Linked DNA regions of Triticum aestivum: region 1 is linked to region 2. A link is a contact called in public Hi-C data. All regions are on one chromosome and are shown on one strand. The core of a region is the stretch at or near the end of the contact, and the rest is flanking DNA. Distances in the headings are between cores, read along the strand shown. Region 1 holds the start of LOC123046687 (formin-like protein 16). Region 2 holds the start of LOC123046629 (myosin-1).

Region 1 (6,636 bases), core at 1,926-4,425, 670 kb after region 2:
CAGCTTTGATACTGAGAGTCCATCCACAATCATTTATTTGAGCCTCAATTACACAGAGGCGTAGGATATGTGCGTGGCTGCCATGCTATTCAAGTAACTAGAGTGTTCTTGAATATTTCCTGATTTCGTATGAAATCGAGGTGATAGAAACCAGATTCCTGTTCAAAGAAGATCCACCTGGGATCATCTTCACACATTCTGAGAGTCTGTTGTAGTCATTAAGCAACTGAGCCATTGCTGCTTTTAGAATCGCCATACCAGACACAAAGTTACTGCAACAAGTTACAACTTCATTGTGCATGAGCTCTAGAGCAGTTCTCCACTTCACGGCGAAGTTCTTCACAACCAGCTCAACATCAGCAATTTTTGGGCACTCAGTGTAAGAAATTAGGTCTTCGGCTGCAAAAGTGATAGTCATTTTCTGCATATTCCCAATTTCCCATGAGTAACAAAAATAACATACTTCGGCAATATAGTTTTGTCCAACTTACAAATGTGGTTCTTCACAAATTTAATTAAATCGCCAAAATACTCCATGAGCAATTCATCCTGTAAACCAGCAAAGGTCAAGAAAGTCAAAAGCTATCCATGGGTGTAAATTCAGTCGATCCATTTCCATTTGAGAAAAGAGGCATTATAAATCTGCTGTCTTTATCTTGATAAGGAAACTAACGGCCTAACCATATTCATCTGCCATCTGCTAAGCTGGCGATTTTTTTAAATAATTTGGCATATGATATGCAATGATGATATGCAACCTTCTATAACATTGATCGGATCTTAGCGGACAGACCGATACATCAAAAGCAAAAGTCATGAAGACACTGAGATTAGTTCTATGCCATATTATGTGCATGACTTTTTGATGACACTATTAATTTGATTTTGCAGAATTTTATTTGAGTGTATCATGAAGGCTACAATCAGCCATTTAGTGATTGACACTGAAATCATGTCTAAATGAGATCCCACTGTAGTTCAGACTCCAGCCGGGTTCCACTGTAGTTCCCTAAAATCATGTCAAAATGAGATCCCACCAAAAGTCAAGAAATGCTCTAACATTTAATTTTTTACACCGCGGTTGGCATGGGGTGATAGGACATTTTACCACAAATGAAACCAGGTTACTTTCCAGCTTCTCTTCAAAATATCTCCGCAGTTCTTTTGCTTCTTCACCAGCTTCCTGAAATACATAGGCATGGTAAACCCCAATAGGCTGAAAGGAGCACAAGATGAATAGTTATTTGCATGAAAGCACAAACCTAACCTTCAGGATAGAGATGGCCATGTCACAATTATTCAAAAGAAACAGGTGTTGCAGTTTCTGAGTTGCAAACTTTTCGGCAAATCTAACAAGTAGATCATCAACAGCTAAACGCAACCGTTTCAAGCTCATATCAAGCTACATAAATGATATTAGATATACTATAAGAAAAACATTAAAACAAATCAGGGTATTTTACTGAACCAACAAAGCTATTGGGAGAAAAACAGACACTGGCAAGATGATATTGCTAAAGCAGGAACAGAAATGCTGCTTTCCCTTAAAGACTGTTACAGTATATGTGGATTGCACTAACCCTTTCCATCAGTTCGGAATTTTGGTTGCGTTGGCTAGTGCATGAAGCTTAACATGGTATCAGAGCTAAGGTCTTGAGTTCAAGTCCTTGTTTGTGCAATTTATCTAAAAATTGCCGATGCCCCCCTTTGTGTCCACGTATAGGCCTCTTGAGTCATACGTGAGTTTCGCGCGCCGTCGCTCTCTTCCGGTTGCACGTGTTGACTTGTCTTCCCCGTCACACGTGAGAGGGGGTGTTACAGTATATGTGGATTGCACTAACCCTTTCCATCAGTTCGGACTTTTGGTTGCGTTGGCTAGTGCATGAAGCTTAACAAAGACGTCTTCCATGGTATAAATGATTTTATTGGAACGAAATGCATGTACTTAAGTACATCATATGCACCAACAATCATGAGAAGTCCATGAAATATATATTTTGAATGACGCTACTTAGTTAATCCAAAATTCAATAGAATGGGACACAGGTGCATGATTAAATAAGTGCAAATAGGTGATCAGGGCCATTGACTACAAACATACTGTAGAATATAGATATAGCGCTTTCCAATAAAAATCAAAACATTTATTTGTTTAGAAACACAGCAGATTTGCATTCAAAAATGAAATAAGCTAATGCTAGCAGAATCTGATGCTGGCTATTTATGTAACTGAACTAACCTGACCATCTCCACATTCAGCATTAAGTTGAATAAGAGATGCTGTGAACTCCATGTAGCACCTTACAATGTGGTGTGGATGGGTCCCATCCACCCATGACATTTTCGCATCACATTGGTACAAGCTTTGAATATACATGTCAAACACTATCTTGAAACGTGGCCAGAGATAGATGAGAGCCTGAAGAGAAAAGGACGGGATGCAATTTATTAAGAACAGAGTTAACGGGGCATTCAGAATAAATTGATGCCTCATCACAAACCTTATCCAAATATGTATCTAGACAAGGAAGCCGCCTGTTGGACATAACCAGCTGAAATGACAAAATAAGGGGAAAACAATTTTTGTTATCTTATTTTGCAAACATTTGACGGAGGTATGACACAGTAGATTAACAGGCAAAATCTATTTCATTGAGAAGAACCAACCTGCAACATAAGCACCACTGATGTAGTTTTTAAAGCACCTAAATTTGTGCTATTATAGCTAGGATGTCTGTTGTTATTGTGTCTTACTTGAAACAACTACTTACCGAAAAAGGCTTTCGCCCCGCTTTATATATAAAGCACCGATCAACAAGCACCCAGTACAAACGCACACCACCGCAACACACGCACACACCCAGGGCAGGATACATAGGTGCTGAGCGCAGCAACACCACCCCTAGCACTACCACCACGAAGAGATGAAGCTACGTATGACGAACCATGTGCTCCAAGGCGGCGCCTTCAGGAAGGGTACGACACCGGAGAGCCGCCACTGCCCGATCCAAGGATCAGAGTTTCCCCTGGTGCCGCATGACAGGCAATGAGAGCCGCGACGACGCCTTCAAGAAGGGAACAATCTTCGCCGCCGCCGGTCCGTCCAAAGATAGAACAGGTTTTCACCTCGGCCAACACTCACCGCCACCGAACGCCGCACCCCGGCAACCACGCCGCCCACACGGCCATGGTGACCGGGCAGCACCAAGGCACGGGCTCTGCCCAAGAGCACCGCGCTACCACCACCAGGGCCGCCGCAACGGCATCCAAGATCTTGACACCACCTCACCCAAAACCCACCGCAACCCCAACGAAAGAGACGAGCGGAAGGTCCCACCTTTCGCACCCCCGGGCAGCCCCCGGCGCCAAGACCCAATAGGCTGGCCAGAACTGGCATCCACCGACCCGTCATGCTGCCCCGAGCGCGAGACGAGCTCCGTCCTGCTGCACCATGCACGAGATGAGCTCGATCCTGCAGCACCGGGCGCGAGACAAGCGGTGGACCGTAGCTGGGAGAGGACCAGCCCTTTGATGGGAGTAGCGCCCGGGCAATGAGGAGATGGGGCGAAGGCTGAGACGATCCGAACGCAGACGAGCCGACGCCGGAGAAGCCGGCCGCTGCCGCGGGCAGATCCGTCGTGCCACCATGAAGCCGCCACGACACCGGGAGGCCACCACCACCGCACCTCCCCACGCCGCCGCCCACAGCCGGAGCAACGGCCACGCCCGACCGCTACCCTACCCGCGTCACCCGGCGAGCTCCAAGCGCCGGAGCCGCCGAGCACGCACAATTGGGTGCCACGCGCCGTCGGCCGACCCCCAACGCCAGATCCGGCCAGCACACATCGCCACCACCGCCACCAACCACGCCGTTGTTACCTCCGTCGAACCGCACGGAGGTCCCAGCCGACCGCAGCCCAAGCCAACCGAAGCCGGCACCAAGGAGCAACAAAAGCCACCGCCAGATGCAGTCGGCCGCCGCCCCCGCCACCACCACGCCTCCCCTATCCCCACCAGCAGCAGGGAGGAGACGATCGTGGGCCTTGTTGCCCGCAGCCCCGGCCAGCCAACGGCCGTCGGCGCCAGACCCGGCCAGATCTGGACGCGGACGACCCCCGCGCCACCACCCAAAGGACGCCGCCCCGCAGCCACCGCGCGTCGACAAGGAGCTAGAGCGCCGCCACCCGCTGCCAAGCAGAGGAACGGCCGCCCCGCCCGCCCGCCAACTCGCCGCCAGGCCCCGCGGCAGCCTGACGCCCCCGCGCGCCGTTCGGACCCTCGTCCTGCGCCGCACGCGGCGAGAGGGAAGAGCGCCCCGCCGCCACCTATGTCGGCTGGGCTTTGCCCGGCAGCGCCGAGCGGCGGCGGCGGGGGAGGAAGGCCGGAAGGGGAGGCCCGAGCTGCGGCGGCTAGGGTTTGCCCCCGAGGACCCGAGACTTCTTTTTTTTCTTCTTGCAGGTATTGTATATCAAATAACTACTTTCACTCTGGAGTATAGATCTACATTAAATTCTGAAGGATAGCAGAATAGTATACCTCGTTAAAAGTTAAATGTCTCAACTTTGACAAAAGTTGGTTTCATATCACCAAAGAAAGCAAAGTTCATATTCCTGGTAAGAACGATAATGTTGAAATTACTACCAGTTATGCATTTATTTATGAGTGTCTAGGTTGTACTTGAGTATTTTTTTTTCTTAGCCATGAGATCTCCATGATCCCCTATTAATTCCAGGTTTAACAGGAAAATTATGTGGATGGAAATTCATGTACTCTCAACTCTCAAGGTGAAAAAACACTCGAGTACCTATTAGCACCATTTATTTACATATAATGCAATCGTCGATTTTTCTGTTATCTTTAGATTGAATAGTGTTGGGGGTTGTCTGGACTCCAGGTTTTGTGTTGACCAAATTTTCATATGTGAGGGCATTGCTTCGTGCTCCCACCAATGTCATCTAAGAATTGGGTGTCTGATAGTTGGTATGGAAAAACAAATGTAAGGGTTCTGTTATTTCTTTAATTGATTCCAAAGTGGTTTGCTTTAGCGAAAATAGTTCTGAACAAATAATGAAATATGGAAATGTGGATGTCGCCAGACATGCATCATCATTAAACCGAGTATACATGTGGCTTGCCTTGTGCTATTGGACGTATGTGATTGGTCAATTTATTTTGTTTTACTCACTCCTTGTCCGTATTGTGCGGGAAGAAAAAACGGAGACATAAGTTCTGTTTTCCTCCCTAGCAAAGGGAAAATAGCAAATACCTTCCTACCTGGTGCTTTTTAGTTATGCAGATCATGAGCATCAGGCATATTGCATCATGACTATTTGCAAGAGTAAGCTTCATGTTTTCATCAATTACTGCAAAAGGTCCTGAAAATTACAAGGATAAAGAAGGTTGTGAGGTTTTGCAACATCATCTGAAGCATATGCCTTATGAATTATGATGCTCCACATTAAATTTGGGCTGTTAGCAATAGGCGGCTAAATAGTAACTCATGTGGCTCCTGTGATAGAAGCATCGACTTCCACCGGTGATGTGCAGATTGGCACACCGGCACCGGCTCAGATCCGCCGAGGTGGACATCAGAATAAGAGGAGCAGCTAAAGGTGTATTCACGGAAGCGAGCGTCGGCTAAGATCTGTACTGTGCCAAGGTGGACAGGAAAGCAAGAGGAGTAGCTAAAGGTGTATTCACAAAAGCGAGGTGAGGGTGTTGCACATCAGGGGAGCAACTAGATCAGCCACAGGAGTCAGTGGCCTTAAGGAGAACTACTCAAGCAACAACAGGGATACCAGAGAAGAGGTATGGATTTGATGTCAGTGATATTTGAAATTATGTTTCCTATGAAGCATTATCTCCAGCTCACAAAGCATGTGTTGCTTCTCTTTAGTCTGTGTCAATTCGGACTAACTGGAATAAGGTAAAGGAGGACTCAAAGTGGCGGGTGGAAGAGCTAGAGACTTTGTGTAAGAACAAGACATGGGTACTAACACCCCTTCCAGCAGGAAAGAAGGCAGTCAGCTGCAAGTGGGTATACACTGTGAAGCAGAATGCAGAAGGAAAGGTTGAAAGGTACAAAGCAAGGCTTGTGGTGAGGGGATGTAGACAGACATACGGCACTGACTACGATGAGACCTTTGCTCTAGTAGCAAAGATGAACACTGTGAGGATTCTGATCTCTTGTGCAGCAAATTTCGAGTGGCCTTTACACCAACTCGATGTGAAGAATGCCTTCTTTCATGGGGACTTGCAGGAGGAGGTATACATGGAGATTCCACCTGGGTTCTCGATTCCTGAGACTGTTGGGAAGTTATGCAGGCTAAAGAAAGCTCTTTACGAACTGAAGCAGTCTCCAGGTGCTTGGTTTGATAAGTTTAGACGGGTTGTGTGTGACATGGGGTATGGACACTCTAAAGGGAAAATGACCATCCTTGCAGTTTATGTTGATGATATCATTATCACCGGCGAAGATGACATAGAGATAACAAGGTTAAAGGGGTGTCTGAGTAAGGCATTTAAAGTTAAAGATCTTGGTCGACTCAAGTACTTCCTTGGTATAGAAGTGGCAAGGTCTAGAAAAGGAATAGGTCTTTCTCAAAGAAAGTATAATCTGGGCCTCCTCTGTGATGT
Region 2 (6,664 bases), core at 506-3,005:
GCCTTGCGCATTGACCTCCGACTCGGAGTCCGATGCCGCAGGGACAAGGATCCAACGCTGGCCAGCCCTCCTCTCAGCGCACGCCTGATGCGGTAACGGTGCGAACAGGCGATGCGAGCTTACGCCTGAGGCAATGCCACCAATGGATGCCATCCGGAGTGGCAGAGAAGGCGCCCAGCTGGTGGATCTGCCGCCCTCTCAGGAAACGGTGGACCGCAAGCCAAACAAACGGCTACTTCAAACTTGCCCGAGCCGGCAGCCAGATACCAGTCGATGGATCCGGACCGGGCGGACTCAGACCGCTGCTAGCCATGCCGGAGATGACAGGAGCTGTGCGGATAGGAACCGGGGGTGGTGCGGGGCTACCTGGAAGTGGAGTGGACTGAAGAATGGCTAGGGTTTGCTCCAGGGTGGGGATAGGGGGTGATTTTGTGGGGTCGGGATGGGCCGGTCCAACATGGCAGACGCGTCCGGGCAGCCCCAAATCCAACATGGCAGACACGTCCGGGCAGCCCTAAATCCGCCCCACGAATGGGTCGGACAGCCTGGACGTTTGGGCTGGGTTTGAGGGGTCCGGGTGGGTGGCTGTTTGAGGTGTCCGAGCTGCCGCTCGGACGTTTAGGGGGGGAAGTGGGGGTCCGGTTGTAGATGCTCTAAAGCACGTAGAAATGGAGTTACATCTTGGTATCTATGTAGCTCAGCCTAGCACTTCACAATTGTGTTTACTGGTTGCTGGAAATAGGCTCTACAGCTGGTTAATGCAGGAATTCAATCAAACTACCAAAAAAGAAAACTCTGAATAATAGGAGTTCACAGATTCAGAAACCACAAAACTTTTAAGCATTATCCATATAAATTCTGCCATTCCAGAAGTGTCGGAAAACAGAAAGGGCAAAAACGAAGGGGGAAAGCCACCTTTTTAGCACCGTAGGAGCTGGTGTCACCCCATCTGGTGTCGCGTGGTGAGGGGCCAGCAGCCGCCGTCGGCGACGGCCTCCGCAGCGTTGCGGCTGCAGAGGACGCCGAATCGACCTCCCCGCCACCCCCAGCACTCTCCTCCTCCTCCGTTGTCGTCGCCTTGGAGCTGTAGGGAGAGTCGGCGTCTCTCTCGGGCGGCACCGCCTCCCCTTCCTCGTCCGCCGCCGCAGCAGCGGCCCGGCGCCCGACGCCGTTGGCCGCCGGGCCGGCTTCGACGCCGGCACGCGCGGCGGAGTACTTGTAGTCGAGCGACATGGACCGCGCGGGCTGCACCTTGGTGGGCCCGCGCGGGCGCAGCGCCGCGGACTTGCGCACGGACCGCACCTCCACCGACGCCATCGCCGGCCGGCGCGCCCGAGATCACCTCGCGGAGAGCCCCAAAACTCCCGCCTCCGACGGGATCTCCGCGCTGACCACCTCAAATCCACACAGCCCAACCTCCTCCCAGCGCCAATCCAATCCCCCGCGCCCAGCAAACGACTCCCAAATTCTACAGAAAACCGCAGAAAAACACCACCGGACCAGCCGATCTGGGAAACCGCCGAGGCCTCAGGAATGGCAGCGCGCGCGAGCTCCCCGTGGCCGTGGAGATGCGCAACCCCGTGGCCGTGGCTCCTCCTCCACAGGCGCAGCAGCTCGCGTACGCCTCCTCCCCTCTCTCTCTCTTTCTCTCGGGGGAAGGGTGAGAGAGCCAGCGACAGGGACAGAGTCACCAGAGGGAGGGAGAGAGAGAGTGGGGGAGGAATATTTTAATGGAATTAAGGCACCTCGCTTTTAGTATCCGGGACGAATTACGTGGTGGTGGTGGTTTAAAAATGTTCAAATCTAAATGGGGGTGGCCGGGTGGGTGGAGGGGGGAAGGTTTTGAATCCGCCACATGGCAAAGCCCTCCTCTCACTCACAATAATTCTAGTTCGGCCGCTGCTGGTGGCAGGATCAGGATGGATTCATCAGATCCAGGGGAAAAAAGTGTGGCTGGCATAGGAGTCAGCAACGGGTGGCCTGCCTCGCGGTGACGGCGCGCTAACGGCTCCGGCCGTTGTTCCCTACCCAAAATGCCGACGATGGCCTCAGGTTTCAAAGAATTATCAGGGACGATGCGCAAAAAGAAAGAATTACCAGGGACGACGACGATTCTACGGGAGAGGAAAAATGCAGGGGACAGGTGTCTCCGTGCTCGTGGTAAAAGAAAGGCATCTCTTGACTTTTCCTCTTGGACAGTGCTGTCGTATGCTTCAGTCCAAACCAGTGGTTAAGCATGTTTGTTTCTATATATGGTTTCTGGTTCTTCTTTTCTTTTCTGGAGTCGTAAATGAGTACTAGTAGTAGTACTAGTGGCAGGTATTTAAATCCTCTCGAAAAAAGTACTTCCTCTATAAACTAATATTTGATCGTTTAGATCACTACTTTACGAAGGGAGTAGTAGGTTTTTAATATTTCATGAGAAAGAATACATACATTGCTGGTGCGAAATGTGCCTTTTGTGTATAATATTCTTTGCACAGGGATTTGTAAATTGTTGAAATAAAAAAAATCGAGGAATGCATACACAGTTAGAACAAGGACGAAATTAAGGGGGTCTCTGGTTCTCCATCTTGCAGGATGCTTGGTTGTGCTCGATTTCAAATAACAAGTCGGCAAAATTTTAAAACATACTGCTTCCGGATGTTTACACGAGCTCCTGGTCAATGTTATCTTCACATTGTTTGACCCGTTATGTTTGAGGGACTGATTCAGCATTGCGCGTGTCGCTTTACAGGTGGCCTCGTACGTCAGAGGAAAAGCGGATTTTGCAGAGGTAAACCGACAAAAGGTCACACAACCACTCGCTGACAAGTGGTCCAGAGACCTCTCCACCACGCAAGCTGCTGCTAACGGTTAGTGCGAAATGACTTTTCGGCCCCTAATATTGAGAGTTACATTGAGGACACAGACGTAATTGGCAGGCCTGGAAAGGAAATGCACGCAAAAACGTGACCGGATAATGTAGCAGTGGCTCGTAAACAAATACCGACCTGATGACTACGCGGCAGCCAGACCCGGATGAGGTCTAGCACCAACGTCTCGTCCCGTTTTGAACAGCAGCCGTAAGATGGGGATCGGGCGGACACGAGCGGGTCGTCAAGTGCGGCTCGGAAGAACGGGTCTCTCTGCGCCACATGACGGCACCTCATTTTGTCTCTGTTCGTTTCGATCCATTCAAAACTGCATGTACACGTGTATGTAGGCGCCGTCCAAACGGTTTCTGCGTCACTTCTTTTTTCTTTTTTCTTTTTGAGTTAGTTGCCGCTTCTCCTTAAGGGCATGGCCAACGCGTCGTCCCAAAGGTAATGCCCCGTCAGCCAAATAGGCTCGGATGCCACCATGACAGTAAAGCTATAGCCTGAAGGTGACAGGTGATTCCTGCAGAGGAGGCGGCTTCCTCGAGCGAAAAAGCGGGAAAAGTGATGAAAAAGCGAGAGAAAGAGGAATGGGGAGGAAAGAAACTGGTTCGAGATCGCGACCATGGAGGGCCACGAGCTCGGATACACGACCATGCCCAGCGGCGCAAGCTCAGGATTGTGGACATGGCGGTTGCGGCCGACCTAAAGCAAGGGCAATTTGGGAAATCGAGCTCTTCCATGTGGGAGTCCCGCACCGATCAAATCTGAAAATAGGGATAGAATTTTCGTGCGTGGAGAAATACAAGAGCTTCACCAAATCTCACCTCGATTTGTTAGACAGAAGCGGGATTGGAGATTTCCTGTGAGTTTGGGGCAGATGGATAGCTGAATCGATCACAAGTAGGGAAGATTTGGAGAAGAATGCACACAGAGATGGATGGATCGAGAAGAGAATAGCTTGCACAGGGAGGACGTGGGCCCCAGTGAGTGGTTATCCTAGGTTAGTGCGTTGGGATTAAAAATCAAACCTATAGCCTCATTTATTTCTTTCGTCTACGTGGACAACGCGGCAGCACCAACGTGATGCCACCATTGTACATGCGATGAGTAGTATCGGTTGAGGGCATCTTCCATGCTGACGCGCAAATTTGCTATGACATCTGTCCGTGGATAGAAGACCCGTTCAGGGACACTGATGTCGGAGACGGCCATCCAACACTATGTCCGATAGTAAAGGAAATTTTTGAAATTCAATTAAAATCTGAACCATACACGTGCCGTGTCACACCAACGTCAGATCACATGCCCGATCACACACAAAAAGAAGCAAGTATGTTGTAATTTTTACATGCCCAGTCACAAAAAAATACCAGTTTGGCAGTCCGTGCAGAAAATTAGATTTTCTGCCCTGCCAGGCCGGTAGTTCGAACTTCCACGCTCAAGGTGTCGTCGCCGCCGCGTACGCTACCTCCAACTCATCTTTCTGCCGATCCAACATCTTATAGCGGACGGCTTGCATGATTATTCTTGCCTCGGCATCCAAATCATCCAAATTCAAGGTCCTTGGCGTCCTCCACATCGGCCGCTATCTGCACCTTCTTCTCTTCGAACATGGCCTTTTTCTCTTCGAGAAGAAGACAGTGGGAGAAAAAGACGGGAATTGAGTGGAGAGTGGCGGGACGAAAGAAGAGAGTGGGGATTTTTTTGCCACGGAAACAGGGCGGGCGTCTACAAAAGCGCGGACTCTGCCTGTCTTTTGGCTAGGCCGGGGGTGTCGGAGTCCTACGTGCCTGTTCCGGATTCTCGCAAAAACCTCCACGATTGGTTTCAGTTTGCCGGAAAATAATGGTGCGGACCGCTCGACGGACCGATATAAGCCCGCGTTGGATGGCACAAGACGTCCAGACCATGCAGTCCAGACGTATGCGGACATTTTGAGGGTTGGTGTTGAAGATGCCTTGAAAAATGGAGTTTTTTTAGCAACATGTAACATGTAAAAGCATCTGCATCCAGATCTTCCAACTCCCTATTTGTCCACATATTGTTAAAAGAATCGGCCGAAATCACTATTCTGACCCTATCAACAAACTTTGTCACAAAATGAACTCGACATGAAAGTATTTCACGATCTGACCCTTTTAGCAACGCCAGAGTCCGCGGCGTTTCTTTCCCAAAGGAGAAACGCCGAGCTAGCTAGCGTTCCTGCTCAAAGGAGAAACGCCGAGCCAGCTAGCGTTCCTGCCCAAAAGAGAAACGCCGAGGTTGCTCGCGTTGCGGACCAGGTAAGCAACGCCAGGGGCTTTGGCGTTTCTGCGTTGGCACCCAGCCCATTCGCTGCTCCGTCGCCAAAGTAAAAAGCTGCTCCTAAACCCAGGGCCTAAACGCCAAGCCCTATGGCGTTTCTGGCCAGGGCAGCAACGCCCACTTGCTTGACGTTTCTATGTGGACTGGAAACGCTAACTACTCCGGCGTTTGAATGTGGATTTGAAACGCTAGCTAGCTCGGCGTTTTTATATGAAGAAGAAACGTCATGGTCTGTGGCATTGTTAAAAGGGTTAGATCGTGAAATACTTTCATGTCGAGTTTATTTTGTGGCGAAGATTGTTGAAAAGGTCAGAATAATGATCTCGGCCAAAAGAATCTTCTTCAACCTGACATTTCAAAAATAGTTCATTGGCTCTGGTTGTCCGACACCCCAAACCTAGCCCATATATGTGGTGGATTTGGAGCCGGACGCTACGCATCCGCCACGTCAGACGCAACATGTCAGACCCATCCTAAAATCGCCCGGGATCGATCCCCATCTCCCTCGCCGTCAACTTGCTTTCTTCATGTATGTTATGTCCTCGTCCGCGTTCACGCCCTGCCCATTCTCCCCCTACCCTAGCTCCGTCGTTGTCCCCCGTCCGTCCTAGATGTCCTTGTCACCCTAGTACGTCCTACCTCGCACCCATGCCTTGAGATTTTCTTTTTTGCACATCTGTGGACACAATAATTTTTTTACGGGACACGTATAATCTCCCCCTTCCCCAACTTCCCTCATCTTTACGGAATATCGCCTTTCCATATAATTTGGCGGGCTGAAACTTGAGAAGAGGAGCACCACACACAACCCATGTCCACACGCGCCACCACGCCTGGCCGCCGCTACATCGCCTTGCACCCCACCTCGTTGGCTCACACGTGCAACTGATTCGGAGGCCCTGAGCAATTAGCTAGGCTTGTTTAATGAAAATAATAACATAGGAAAAAATTATGGGAACAAAAAAAAAGTTGTCAAACAACTTCATCTAAATTTAGGGGAGCTATTTGGAATTGCTCTAACATTAGTACATCACCAATACAAGAACCAGGTTGTTGCTATTCCGGGATTATTTATTTGTTTATTTGTGAGTAATATTTATTTATTTATTTGCGGGTGAACTACTCCAGGAGTTTAATCTTTCCTCTCTTTTTTCTGAGATGGAGCCTTAGGAATAGAAAATCTGAAAGGGCACGCCGTAGTTGATTCTCTCCTTCTCGAATGAGATCGGTCGATCGATCACGAGAGACGGGTTTCTTTTCTTTTCTTGAATAAAGACACCCAATGGGATCATTTGGAGCACACAACAGGAGAATATTTGTCATATTGGCCCCTACCTTTTCAGTACCGTGATAAGCTTAACTAATACCCGGCCCGTGCCTTTTTTTTCTAATCACAGCAAAGTCATTGGTTAATTAATCAACCTCGTGCTGTGGATGTACTTGTTGGTACGTCGTCGGGCATGTGCCGATGTACGTGAGGAGCTTTCCTCACGAGCTCC

What was found. A called contact is a pair of places that touch in the nucleus more often than the background predicts.
Region 1: a Hi-C map of leaf shows a contact between it and region 2, with 4 times the contacts expected there. The contact joins the promoter of LOC123046687 here to the promoter of LOC123046629 in region 2. A contact is called at or near these places in 2 of 5 Hi-C or Micro-C datasets (both in leaf).

What each region holds. Positions count from the first base shown.
Region 1 is chr1A:294,531,512-294,538,147 of IWGSC CS RefSeq v2.1, forward strand. It overlaps LOC123046687 (formin-like protein 16), which reads left to right and starts at 3,176. Exons shown (of 2, transcript XM_044470101.1): 1 at 3,176-4,458; 2 at 4,742-5,241. The coding sequence starts at 3,560. The coding sequence ends at 4,811. It overlaps LOC123046696 (vacuolar protein sorting-associated protein 52 A), which reads right to left. Exons shown (of 19, transcript XM_044470112.1): 13 at 5,275-5,375; 14 at 2,502-2,552; 15 at 2,240-2,419; 16 at 1,268-1,402; 17 at 1,109-1,183; 18 at 492-549; 19 at 1-399. The coding sequence ends at 98.
Region 2 is chr1A:293,866,293-293,872,956 of IWGSC CS RefSeq v2.1, forward strand. LOC123046629 (myosin-1) reads right to left here and starts at 1,756. Exons shown (of 23, transcript XM_044470027.1): 1 at 916-1,756. The coding sequence starts at 1,317.